3 separate regions of the Gossypium hirsutum genome follow, and regions 2 and 3 are each linked to region 1. Evidence: chromatin contacts called from public Hi-C data. All regions are on one chromosome and are shown on one strand. The core of a region is the stretch at or near the end of the contact, and the rest is flanking DNA. Distances in the headings are between cores, read along the strand shown. Region 1 holds the start of LOC107950582 (pre-mRNA-splicing factor ISY1 homolog). Region 2 holds the start of LOC107950571. Region 3 holds the start of LOC107950576 (late embryogenesis abundant protein At5g17165).

Region 1 (3,957 bases), core at 859-3,358:
TTAAAAATACTATGGCCTCCCTTGTAGACTCAGAAAAAACTTGTTAAAGTGCCTGCAAAATGTTCTAAATATGCAAAAGACTAACGGCAGTATCAGTCATCCGATGTTGAGTAGCACTTCACTAAGTTAACAATTCCGGTTTTATTTCAAAACTAAACTAGTAAGATGCTGACTGCTCGAAAAAGCATCAGGGGAAAACCAACATTTTTTCTAATAATCTCAAGCATCACCCAACAAGTGAGGTATGAAAGCACCAGCAACAAGGACAAATGAAAGCTATCACAAGATTAACAACAATATCAATGTAACCAAATCCAGATACAAAACCATGACTCTAATAGGTGTAAACAACATCACAAGTTGCAAATATAAAGAATTTTCCTGCTCTTTTCCACATAAAAACCAAGTTGCATATGGGAGAGTAATTCTTGAAACTCAATTCTCACATAAAATCTAAAAGCAATCTAACCAAAACAGAAAGGTCATATAATTCGATATCAACGAAGTCCAAATTAAAAGATACAACATTACCAGCATCTATTCTACCGATGGATATTAAGCATGTCCTTGGCTTCACTCTGCTCCTCCAACAGCCCTTCACTCGCATACTTACTTAAAAGCTCCATCTTCTTCCTTTCAACAACCATCCTCTCAATCTCCTTCTCATCAGGCAATGGCACGTGCACGACAAATTCCCTCTCCTTATCCTTCCTCTCTTTCTCCTCCCTCTCCCTCCTCTCCTCCTCCACCACATCCTCCTCTTCCTCAAACAAAACCTCTCTCGCAGCAGCTCCCACGCTAACCACCTCCTTCGCCCCTCTCCTTGCCTCTCTTCTAATCTCCTCCACTCTCCGCCACTCTTCCTCGGCTTCAGCCCTCATCTTTGCCTCAGCTGGCCCCTCCACTCTAGCTAAAACTCCATCCTCTTCATCCCTATACCCATAATAACTCGCATCAATCCTCTTATAAATATCATATCTAGTTCTCCTCTTTCGCAACTCCGGCGGCTTCTCAAACAACTCCCTAACTCCCGGCAACTTCTTTGCGGCTCCGAAATACCGATACCCAGGGCCACGGCCACTGGGGTTTGGAACATCCACTATGTTCCCTTCTAAATCTGTCATTTTAGGGGCATGTTTGGCGTAATTCGGGCCGCCGAGTTCAACGATGCGCCGTTCCCAGTGCGACTTCTCTCGTATAAGCTTATTGATCTCGTCGTTAAGGTCGCGGAGTCGATGTTCTCCGAGGCCTTCATTCTGAATCTCAGCGACCTTGCGGCCAATCTCTCGCATGATTTGTTGACGCCATTTGTCGGCCTCAGCAAGGTCACGGCACTCAGAGGCGAGGAAAGGGCGGCGTTCTTTGGGCTTCTTTTTTTCCTCGGCTTTTAGGGCTATGAATCGATTGAGCATCGACTGGGCTTTCTCTTCGTTTCGAGCCATATTGTGATTGAGGGTTTCGGAACCAAGAGCTAGCTTTTGAGAAAGTTTAGCAAATGAGAGTCAGAAAAGCTTTAACCGCTTAATCTCCAAATAAATAACTCAGTGCAGACAGAAAAAGGAACAATGTAAAAATTGCTAATTAAGTTCCTCGGTATTCTCGGCAACCAAACAGAGGTTAAAGTAACAATAGTTACATGAAAAAATAAGAAATAAATTTACCATTAAATGTGCACAACAGATTAGAAAAAAACTGAAAAAGTATGAAGGCAAGGCCAATATTTCTCTAGACCTTATCATTGAAATGCCTCCATTTACCAAAAGAAAATCAAATTTAATGAAAAACAAAGGATTTTGAAATTCACCTGCCCTGAAACGTGAGCTGAAAGTGAGACGTCTTAAAACTTGAAACGTTTCAGAAAGAAATGGCAAGTCTGCTCGCTCGATCCGTATTAAAATTATAAAGCCTCCAGCGGGTGTGTGGTGGGTTGGTAGTGACTGCCTGACTGGTGAACGATGATGGTGGTGGCCGGTGGGTGTTGGAGTGGAGAAGGAAAAGTTATTTTGTTAGGGATTTAGAAATTAGCTGTTAGGGATTAGAAATTGGGGGAGTCGGCTGAAGAGGAAAAGGAAAGAAGCGGTAGACAGGCATGTGATTCGGGCCGGGCTTAGGATAAAAAAGTTTTATCTGAGGATCGGTTTATTTAAAAAATGGATTTTTATTTATTTATTAAAATTTACCTTTTAGAATTATATTTTTGTTCAAATTTTTTTTATTTTTCAGATAAATTTTCGGATTTAAACAGATCATTTGAATCATGATTAAGTCTAATTATAACTAAAACTCTAGAAGAATTAAAATTGAAACATGATAAACCAGCCAAAAAGAGAGAAGGAAAGAGAGACCTCCGAATCGAGATTTGTAACTTGGTTATGATTTTGATAGTTCGTGCAAGGTGCATGTCTGATACTTCTATTTTTTTAAAAGAATTTTATCTCTCCACTTTAGAAATTAATCTCTATATTTCATTGGTAAATCCAAAAACTGATAAGTTCATCCAATCTTTTGCTAATGTTACTAATCTTTATTAATTCCTTGAACATAAATTATTGAATTACTAATTTTTACTAATTCCAATGCTAATTTTTAAGACTAAGTCAACATTTTACGTCAAAGTTTAACTATGTTATCTAATTGAATTATTTTAAGTTTCTGTAAAATAAAATTCTGACAAATAAAAAAAAAAATTCTCAACTTTTATAAATTGAAAAAGGAAAAAGTTATAATTAAACCTTTTTTTTCTTTAACAATTTTTTTCCCTTAATAGTGATCCAACCCCAGTCTTAATAATCAAGCTCTTAAGTTGCAGAACAAAATTCTAAGCTTCTACACGAGAAGAGACTAAATAAAATTTAAGACACCGTTAGTAGGAGGGACTAGATAAAATTCAAGACATCCCTAGTATGATTAATACGGTAAAAGAAAAACAGGCGTCAATAATTCAAGCTATCAGATTATTATAGCAAGCAAGTCCTCAAAGAGGAAATAATAATTGTAAGTTGCTGCCTATGCTTGGATCACAACACATCATGCTAGTTTCAACGTTAAACCGGAAAATATGACATTGCTCAATTTCAATGTTGAATACTTCTTGTTTTGAGACTCATTGCCATCAGAGAAAATCACACTACATTGCAGCTGTAATTGATCATCAGTTTCACGAGTGAAGTTTGTCCCTTGCCTACTGCAGCCGCAAAAGATCTAGTGAGAAAAACATTCATTAGAACAAAGGAGGCATAGAAATTGGCAGGTTGTTGATACAGGTTCCTAGCAATTAATATAGTAAATATACTTTCAAGATACCTACATCATATACTCGCCAGACCAATTCCTACTACACCAAAATATACCCTGCTCATGTTCATTTTTACGGGTAAGAAGTATATGTGCAACACTTGGATTATTAACTGTCGAGCAAATTTTTACGATAAAAATAGATGTCTAATCCACACAGGCACACATGCAATGCGCGCCCACATACACAGGATGACATTCGAATATATCACAAATTGGAAGTCAGATTGAACAAGAAGATGCCAATACTACAAAAACTTAAACATGCCAAATGGCAAACGTGACCAATAACAGGAAGCACCAATTGGAACTCAGCCAGAGCAAGAAACAATTTATTTATAACATAACTTGATCAAAAATATTGCTGTAATTGAGCATCGAAGACTTAGTATCCAACATAGTCGAAACCTATGTTTTAAACAAAACTATGAAGTAGTCTTTGAATGGTAGCAAGTAAAACCGTCAATCAATGCCATATGAATTCTATCCTATGGTTCTACCTTCAATGAATCAATTTCAAGTCCAGAGATTAGTGAATGATAGTGCAATAAAAAAAGCAAGTTATTAGTTTAAGTAAGATTGAAAGTGTTGCATAACTGATATAATCAAACCAACAAAAGTCACTCACTCATATTTGGATTTTAAGTCCTAATTGGTTTAAAT
Region 2 (3,957 bases), core at 725-3,224, 480 kb after region 1:
ATACCCCGACACGAGCAGCACTTGGTCATATACCACATCGACTGATAGTGAAGAGATAGATAGTAGCACCATTGATAGCTCTTCAAGTAGCCAGAGAAGCATTAGCAAGAATTCTAGCACATGTTGGAGAAGCATGGATGACGGTTCTAGTGTTGTTTCATCACCAAACAAGTCCTCCACTGGAAGTCCTGAGGACAAAACTGGCATCATACGCAGGTTTTCTACTTCAATGTTTCCTTCAAAGGAACTTACTGAAACTATGGAAATGCCAAATCTTACAAAAGGAAGGCGAGTTATGTAATATTTGATATATAAATATTATCCCTTTTTAAAACTTCAATCCAAATATATGTAATATTTTAATTTGTTAGATTTATATTTTCTATGTTATGTTAATATCTAATATGAGTTATATATTCAAATACATTTTAAAATAAAATAATACAAATGTGTTAAAAGCATTAATTAAAAATAAAAAATAATTTTATAATAATACAATTACGTCAATATCTAATTACAAATATTTAATTATTATATTTAAATATTTAAATATAGTTTATATATTCTAATTAAATTTAATAAATAATTAATATTAATTACTTAGAAATATTTAAAATTAATATTATATATTAAAATATTAACAATAAGTTATAATAAATTATTTTTTATATTTTTACTAAAATATTATAATATTAACTAATTTGAACATTATAAATACATATTTGTTACTTTATAATATCATGTCTAAAATGGACATTTTATTTTTCAAAAGTACTTTTTGACAGCAATATCAAACACTCAAATTTTTCAAAAGCACTTCTCAAAAGCACTTTTCCAGAGCACTTCTCAAAAACATTTTTCAAAAGCAATGAAGAACTAACCCTTAATCTAACACTTCCCTAAAATTATAACCCTTAAACTTAGTTAAAATAATGTACCATAAACCTTACCTTACTTTTGTTTTAATTGTTAATTTTATTTAATTAATCAACTCTAATTAAAATTAAAATATTAATAAAAAAATTGATCTGGTATTAGAAAATATATAATATTAATTAATTTTAAAAAAAATATGAAGTGATACTTTTTATTTGATATTTAAAAAGTGGTTTTTTAGGATAATCCTAATCTATATTAAGCCCTCGAAAAATTTGGCGTCATTATTCAACCGAGTATCAACTCTATTAACTAATAATTAAAATATTGTTGTTTTATAAAGTAAAATATATTATTTTAGTCTTTTATCTTTTTATATCTTTTAAATAAATATAAGCATAATAAAATTTCAATAACTTTACCATTTAAATCAAACTCTTAATTAATTTTTATATCAATATTTTTATAAATTTATTTATTATATAAATTTATTTTTCACGCAATTATGCTAGAAAGGTAATTTAATATAATTTAAATTCAATAATAACGGTTTTAATCAAGAGATAATATAAAAGGTAAAACTATATTTAAGATTATTAAATTATTAATAAATTTATTTTTTGTTATTCAACTTTGAAAATTTATAAAATAATTATTGATTTATTTGTAAATTTTCATTTAAGTCACTATACTATTAAAATTGTTATTGTGTGTCTTTCTTTGTTCGCATTGTTTGTACAAGTTAAAAAGTTTTTTTCCTCTTCTTTTTGACAGTCTAATTATTTTCATGAAATAGTTTTGAACATCATAAATTTATAAATTAAAATCTAAAAAGCTTTCTTCTTTGATTTTCTACACTAACTGTTAGATCGATTTAAATTTAAGGTATATTTTTCTATTCGTCAATACAATCGTCAAATTGTCGTTGAGAATTCACTAACTAAACTTTAATAAAAAAAATTACAGGTTTAAATAAAAACTTTAAAATAGTTCAGTAATTATTTTATAACATTTTGAACTAATATAAACTTACTAATAATTATTAGTGAGCTTAGTGTTATTTACCCAATATAAAAACACATAATATATCTAAGAGCCACACACAATTAACGAACGGCAAGCTTTGGTCTGGGTACCAACTTTATGTTTTCTTTCTCCTTTCAGAAAAACACTTCCTTCATCCTAAGTAATTTGTATCTGTTTCAGACAAAGAGAAAATCTCTAGTTTTGAACAAGGGCTGTGAAAAGGAGAAATAGATGGAAAGAAAGGGCTTAGTTTTATGCAGTGTTGTCGCCTTTCTGGGAGTATTATCAGCCGCTACTGGTTTTGCTGCTGAAGCTACTAGGATCAAGGTAAGTTTATACATAGAGTTTTGATTAGATCTTCTCTGATGAATTTCTTATAAATCCTTGTCCTTTTTTCCCTTTCTTTTTCTTTTGGCTTTGCCTTACTCCTGTCTGTTTTGGGGTGATTAACACTCTGCAAAAGAATAAAAACTGTTACTTTAAAAAAAAACATTGTCTACTTTTCTTTTTTTTCCTTTTAAGTATACATGGGGGATGAAAAATGAAATATAACTTAAGAGTTAAGACATCTTAGTTTTAGTGGGTATGGTATTTTCTTTTAGTAGAAGACTATAGCTTCTTCTTCTTTTTAACGCTTGTGATTTCTTATGAAAAATTCCTTGAGAAACATAGAGAAACCAGATGGTATTTTCTTTTGTTTTTTAATGCTTGTGACCTCAGAAAAAGAAGATAATGCTTTGAGAGCCCTACCCTCTGGTATTTATTTAGCTAAGTGCCTTTTTTTTATTGGGAGTTTTTCTGAAGGGATGAATGTATGAAACAGAAACATAGAGAAACCAGATTCTTAACCTAAGCACAGTGAAGTAAAAATTCAAGGTATTTGAGGGCTAGTCATTATTATTATTGAAAAGTTAATGGAGGAGAGATTCATTATAGACCAAAGTGGGATTTGATCTGTAGAGTTTGAAGTCTTACCAAATAATGGGAGAGGTTCTAGCAGTGAGGCTTCTGTTTCTTTTTCTTTTTCATCATATTTTAGTCATCCTGGCATATAGAATGAGTATTGGTTAAACCACTTCCATGTTCCACTTGCATGAGTTCAGTTTTGTGCATGCTTTGAATGGGACTTTGGGCAAGTTCTTGCAACAATCCTTTGATTAGTTAACTTTAGTCTCTTTTGCACATTGAAAGCAATTTATTTGTCTCCATTGTCACTGTATTCCATTTTACGGGGAGCACTATTATCTCATATAATTGGCTGTTTCTTTAAAATTTTGAGCCGAATGCTTGCACTCACAGTCCATGCTATTTTTTTGGAAGCCTGAGTTAAATTGTTAAGCGCAGAACCTATGGTGTGGACAGCTTTATGCTTCTAAAGACAAGTACAAATAGTGAAATTACTTGGTTCATCTATTTTGTCCAAAATACCTGCTGGCATTAATTTTCAAAATCTGTTTTAATTGGAGCTTGTGAAACTGAAAATATGAATGATATGCTACTACTTCTCTATGCATTAAGTTTACTTGGATATATGTTTTCTGGAATTCTTGTGATGACCAATTGTCCTTTTTTCCCTCTATAGGCTTCAGAAGTTAAGTTTGTATCCACTACACAATGTTCTTATCCCCGAAGTCCTGCACTTGGTCTTGGCTTAACTGCCGCTGCCGCACTTCTGGTAGCTCATATAATTATTAATATTCCAACTGGGTGTATTTGCTGCAAAAGAACCAGTCGAAGTTGGAACTCCTACTGGACAAAAGCTCTTGTCTTCTATGTTATTTCTTGGTGATTCTCGAGCACTTGTTGATAAGACTTTTTTCCTGATTTATTTTTGGCATCATATGTTTTTTATTTTCTTATTATTATTGGTAGGGACTAGGGACTAAATTTTGGAACCTGGATCTTCTGCTTTCTTCATATGATAAGTAGCCTTTATTGCTGCACTACTCTAACGGCCTGAATGTTCAGTTTGATTTGTTTATGATAGTTATTATTTCCTTTTAAATAAGAGGACACCATGACTCAATCATCCTTATCATTTTAAGCCAAACTGGC
Region 3 (3,957 bases), core at 753-3,252, 280 kb after region 1:
TTACTCTTTTAATTTAATTAAAAGGTTTAAATTGGGTCCTTAATTAAAATTTGCAAGTTGAGTAAATAACAGTAGAAAAGAGAGCGAGGGTAGGTGTGCAAATCTTTGGCAGAGAGTGAAGGGCAGGTAAAGCATCAAAAGCATGGATTAGGATATTCCGCAAAACAATGGACTGTTAAAACACGTGATCAGCAATTAAAAAAAATCAATTCAATTTATGAGTGCTGCTTTGTAATAAGAAATAAAGGTTTTAGTGAATTGAAAAACAAAAGATAAATTAATTTTATGTTAAAAATTACACTTCTAAATTAATATTTTTACTATTTTTTTACATTAAATTATATATATTTAATACTTAAACTTCTTTTTCACTGAAAATATGAATTTGATGAAAAAAAAATCCCTACTCAACTTTCAGAAACTTGACAATCTAATCCAAGCGTTGAAAAACTTGAATATTATAAATAAATATAAAATGATCATTGCCATTTCTAGCCATTGATATATGTCCAATCCAACGTGATTTGCATTCCTACCACTCAATGAGTCAATATTTATGAAATTAGACCCATTCATTTTTAGACATTTATTATTATAATTAATTTAAAATAACACAGAACTATGATGGGAAGGTAACTATAATACTAGTAGCGCGACTCAAATCATTGACATACTGATTATCATGCACAGGAGTGTTCTACCGACATTATTATCTTTATAAAGCAGTGATAAATGGATTTATTAAAATATTTAATTGTTGAAAGGCAGAAAAATAAAAAGAAAAAGAAAAAGAAAGAAATGAAAAGGGTTGCGTAAAAAACGATGAGTGCCCCCAATAAAAGACGGGTGTCCAATAGGAGACAAACAGGGGAAATGCGTCCTTATCCAATTAGCCTTTACCTTCCCCACCCACCCCTCCACCGAGTACGGCATTTCCACTCTGTACGAGATTTCTCGATTAACCCGACAAACACTTACTCTCTTTAATTTTAACTCTTACTAACCATGTTTTTTCTACAATAGTTCATTAATTTAATTTAATAAATTATTAAAAATAATAAATATTTTCGACTGGTTCAATATTTTTTTAGACCGATACTTGATTAATTTTCGGTTCGTTTATCGGTATTAAATCCAATTCAAACAACTTTCATGAATATTAAAAACATACTTACACTTTTAATTTAGTAACTAAGTTAAAATTTACAGAGGAAAAAAAATCAAAACAAAAATAGCAAGTGATACTGATATTGTGATAAAAAAAAGGAAAACGAAATATTCCTAAAAATTTCCTGCGATTGTAATTGATTTACAAGAATTTAGTGATACTACTTATATAATGGAAAGTAATTGATACACCGAATTCAGTTATTCACATGAGACTCAGTTTTAATGAAAACTTCATTATTTGTTGATGTAAAACCATCATATCTTAGGGAGAAATTTTTCAAATTAATATAAATTAAACCTAAACAAGCTTATCAGGAAATCATGCCAAGGCAAATTTATCAAGGAAGAAATTGAAGTAGCAGCAAGCAAAATCACATCAAATGGCACTGTGATCAAGGAAAAATTAAGAAAGAACCTGGTAGGTGAAGAAGTGGAGATGAAAAGAGAAGGGGTGCGAGTGGAGGTGCGGTTAAGAAGTCGCTTCCCCAAGCTGGCGATCCCTCCACCACTCTTCAAATTGGCTGCCATACAAGTAAGGAAAGAAAACGGAGAGAAAGAAAATCTAAAAGAGGAAGAAACAATAAGGCAACGGTTGAAGATGGGAATATATTTCCTTTCTACAACGGAGTGTGTATATATATATAAATAAAGAGAGCTAAGTAGAAGGATGGATGATGGAGATGGCAAACTCACACTACATTCTCCTCACCGGCCTAACACCGCACCTAACCGCTAACCCCACCTACACCAACAAACCGTCTTCTTTCACTCAACCGTTATGACGGAAATTTTGTATTAAGTTTTTTATTAAAATGGTATATTTTGTTATGGATAAGGTGACTTGCAACATCAATATAATAAAATTTATAATTAGCGAAAAAAAAGTTATAATATATTTATAAAAATATAAATAAAAATTAGATGAGATTTTAATTGAAATAATAAAATTGATGTTTTAGAAATGGTGATGTTTTAAACTCAAATGTCATTAATCATTATGTGTTAATATTTATTATTTTATAAAAGATGGTTTTTTAATTATGTTTTAGTTGAGTTGGTGTTTGATCAATTCATGCGTAAATTTGATCAAAGTTTTTAAGTATAGATATAGATAAATTATACAATTATCTCAGTCAACTAAATTAATTACAATATTATATTTATTTAATTAAAATATTATGTCAGCTTTTATAACATTTAAGCCATACAAGTTGCAAAGCACACAATAATGGTGGTTTACACCGTAAGGGTGTGAAGAGCCATGAGAATAGAGGCGGTTTACATCGTGGTTAGTATGAAGGATTCTTGAAAACAATGGTTTTATGGAGTAGAGATCATGTTTGAGCAATTGTTGATATTATCTTCCTTTTTATGTCACAGGTTGTAGATCAAAGTTTGTGAAGAATGCACACAGAGTGTCCTATAGAGTTTAATTGATTAAATGGGGCTCATTTGTAAATTTGAATTGACTCAGATTCAAGGAACATATGGAGAAACCCGTCTATTTAAAGCCTTACAGGCCCAATGAACCACTCTAGTAAAACTAAAGTTACCATGGTTAATGTAAATCCTAAGGGATAAGATTGCATAGAGTTTAAATCTCTCAGGACTCTCATATTGTAGATAGGTACTAATCTCAAACGTTGATGTAATTCAATCTATACCATTGGATCTAGGTGAGATTAACTATATATAGAGGTATTCTCACTTATTTGTAATCACTTCCTTTATTGTATTCCATTCAAAGTTATTGAATATGTTTAAAAACATTTACTCAAACACTTTTTTGTTCGATTCAAGTCTCTTTGTCTTTTGGAGTTGATTCCACTTCGTTTTGGTACTTTAGAGAATTTTCCTTGTGAATTTTCATTTTTCGAGAGTTAAACTAATTTAAGTGAACTTGGAAGCAAAGAAATTACTTAAAGTTGTGTGGTTTGTCAAACTAAAATTCTAGTCCCATGACACTTACCTGCTCTTCTTGAAAGAAGAGGTAATTATAGATGGAAGAGGGCTTGAAGTGAGCCCCTTATCTCATGATTATCTGGGTTTTTTACAAAATTATTATAAAAAAATAAAAAATAACCAAAATATTATAACTTTTTTTTATATACCAAAATATTATAAATTTTTTTATTTACCAAAATATACTAAAAAAACAAAAAACAGAAAAAAAACCTGACACAGCCTGATCAGGCCAATCACATTGGCGGCACCAAAGGTGCCAATGTGATTGGTGGCACCAATGGTGCCAAAGGACTAAAATGTTAGTTAAGGGTAGTTTTAAGGACCTGACATGCAAATTTATCATTTTGAATTTTGAAAGTTAATTGCTGCTGTTGTGCGCACTAAAATTGAAATATAGCTAATTGCCTTCTAAGCTCTCCTTATTTATTATTTTCTTTTTATTCCCCTTCAACTCACTTTTTTATTTAATAACTCTATTTTAATTTATTAAATTTAATAGTTTATGTTTATAGATAAAATAGTTTATGTTTCCATTATTTTTTTCCTTTTGATTTAATATTAGTTAAGGGAATATATTAAATTTATAAAATTAAAATAGTTTAATTTAATAACTCTATTTTAATGTAATAAATTATTCTCATTTAATAACTCTATTTTAATTTAAAAAAATAAATTAAACTATTTTATCTATTTATAAATTTAATATATTCTTAATAGACTTATAACATAAACATGTTAGACTAAATAATGGAAACATAAACTATTTTATCTATTTATAAATTTAATATATTCTTAATAGACTTATAACATAAACATGTTAGA

What was found. A called contact is a pair of places that touch in the nucleus more often than the background predicts.
Region 2: a Hi-C map of leaf shows a contact between it and region 1, with 2.9 times the contacts expected there. The contact joins the promoter of LOC107950571 here to the promoter of LOC107950582 in region 1. A contact is called at or near these places in 3 of 34 Hi-C or Micro-C datasets (callus and leaf).
Region 3: a Hi-C map of leaf shows a contact between it and region 1, with 2.7 times the contacts expected there. The contact joins the promoter of LOC107950576 here to the promoter of LOC107950582 in region 1. A contact is called at or near these places in 9 of 34 Hi-C or Micro-C datasets (anther, leaf and petal).

The regions. Positions count from the first base shown.
Region 1 is chrD03:7,504,909-7,508,865 of Gossypium_hirsutum_v2.1, forward strand. It overlaps LOC107950582 (pre-mRNA-splicing factor ISY1 homolog), which reads right to left and starts at 2,109. Exons shown (of 2, transcript XM_016885460.2): 1 at 1,805-2,109; 2 at 278-1,471. The coding sequence starts at 1,442. The coding sequence ends at 543. It overlaps LOC107950583, which reads right to left. Exons shown (of 2, transcript XM_016885462.2): 2 at 2,938-3,184.
Region 2 is chrD03:7,988,612-7,992,568 of Gossypium_hirsutum_v2.1, forward strand. It overlaps LOC107950571, which reads left to right and starts at 1,975. Exons shown (of 3, transcript XM_016885452.2): 1 at 1,975-2,229; 2 at 3,485-3,687. The coding sequence starts at 2,134. It overlaps LOC107950573 (a long non-coding RNA gene), which reads left to right. Exons shown (of 2, transcript XR_001698111.2): 2 at 1-357.
Region 3 is chrD03:7,786,077-7,790,033 of Gossypium_hirsutum_v2.1, forward strand. It overlaps LOC107950576 (late embryogenesis abundant protein At5g17165), which reads right to left and starts at 2,003. Exons shown (of 2, transcript XM_016885454.2): 1 at 1,586-2,003. The coding sequence starts at 1,698.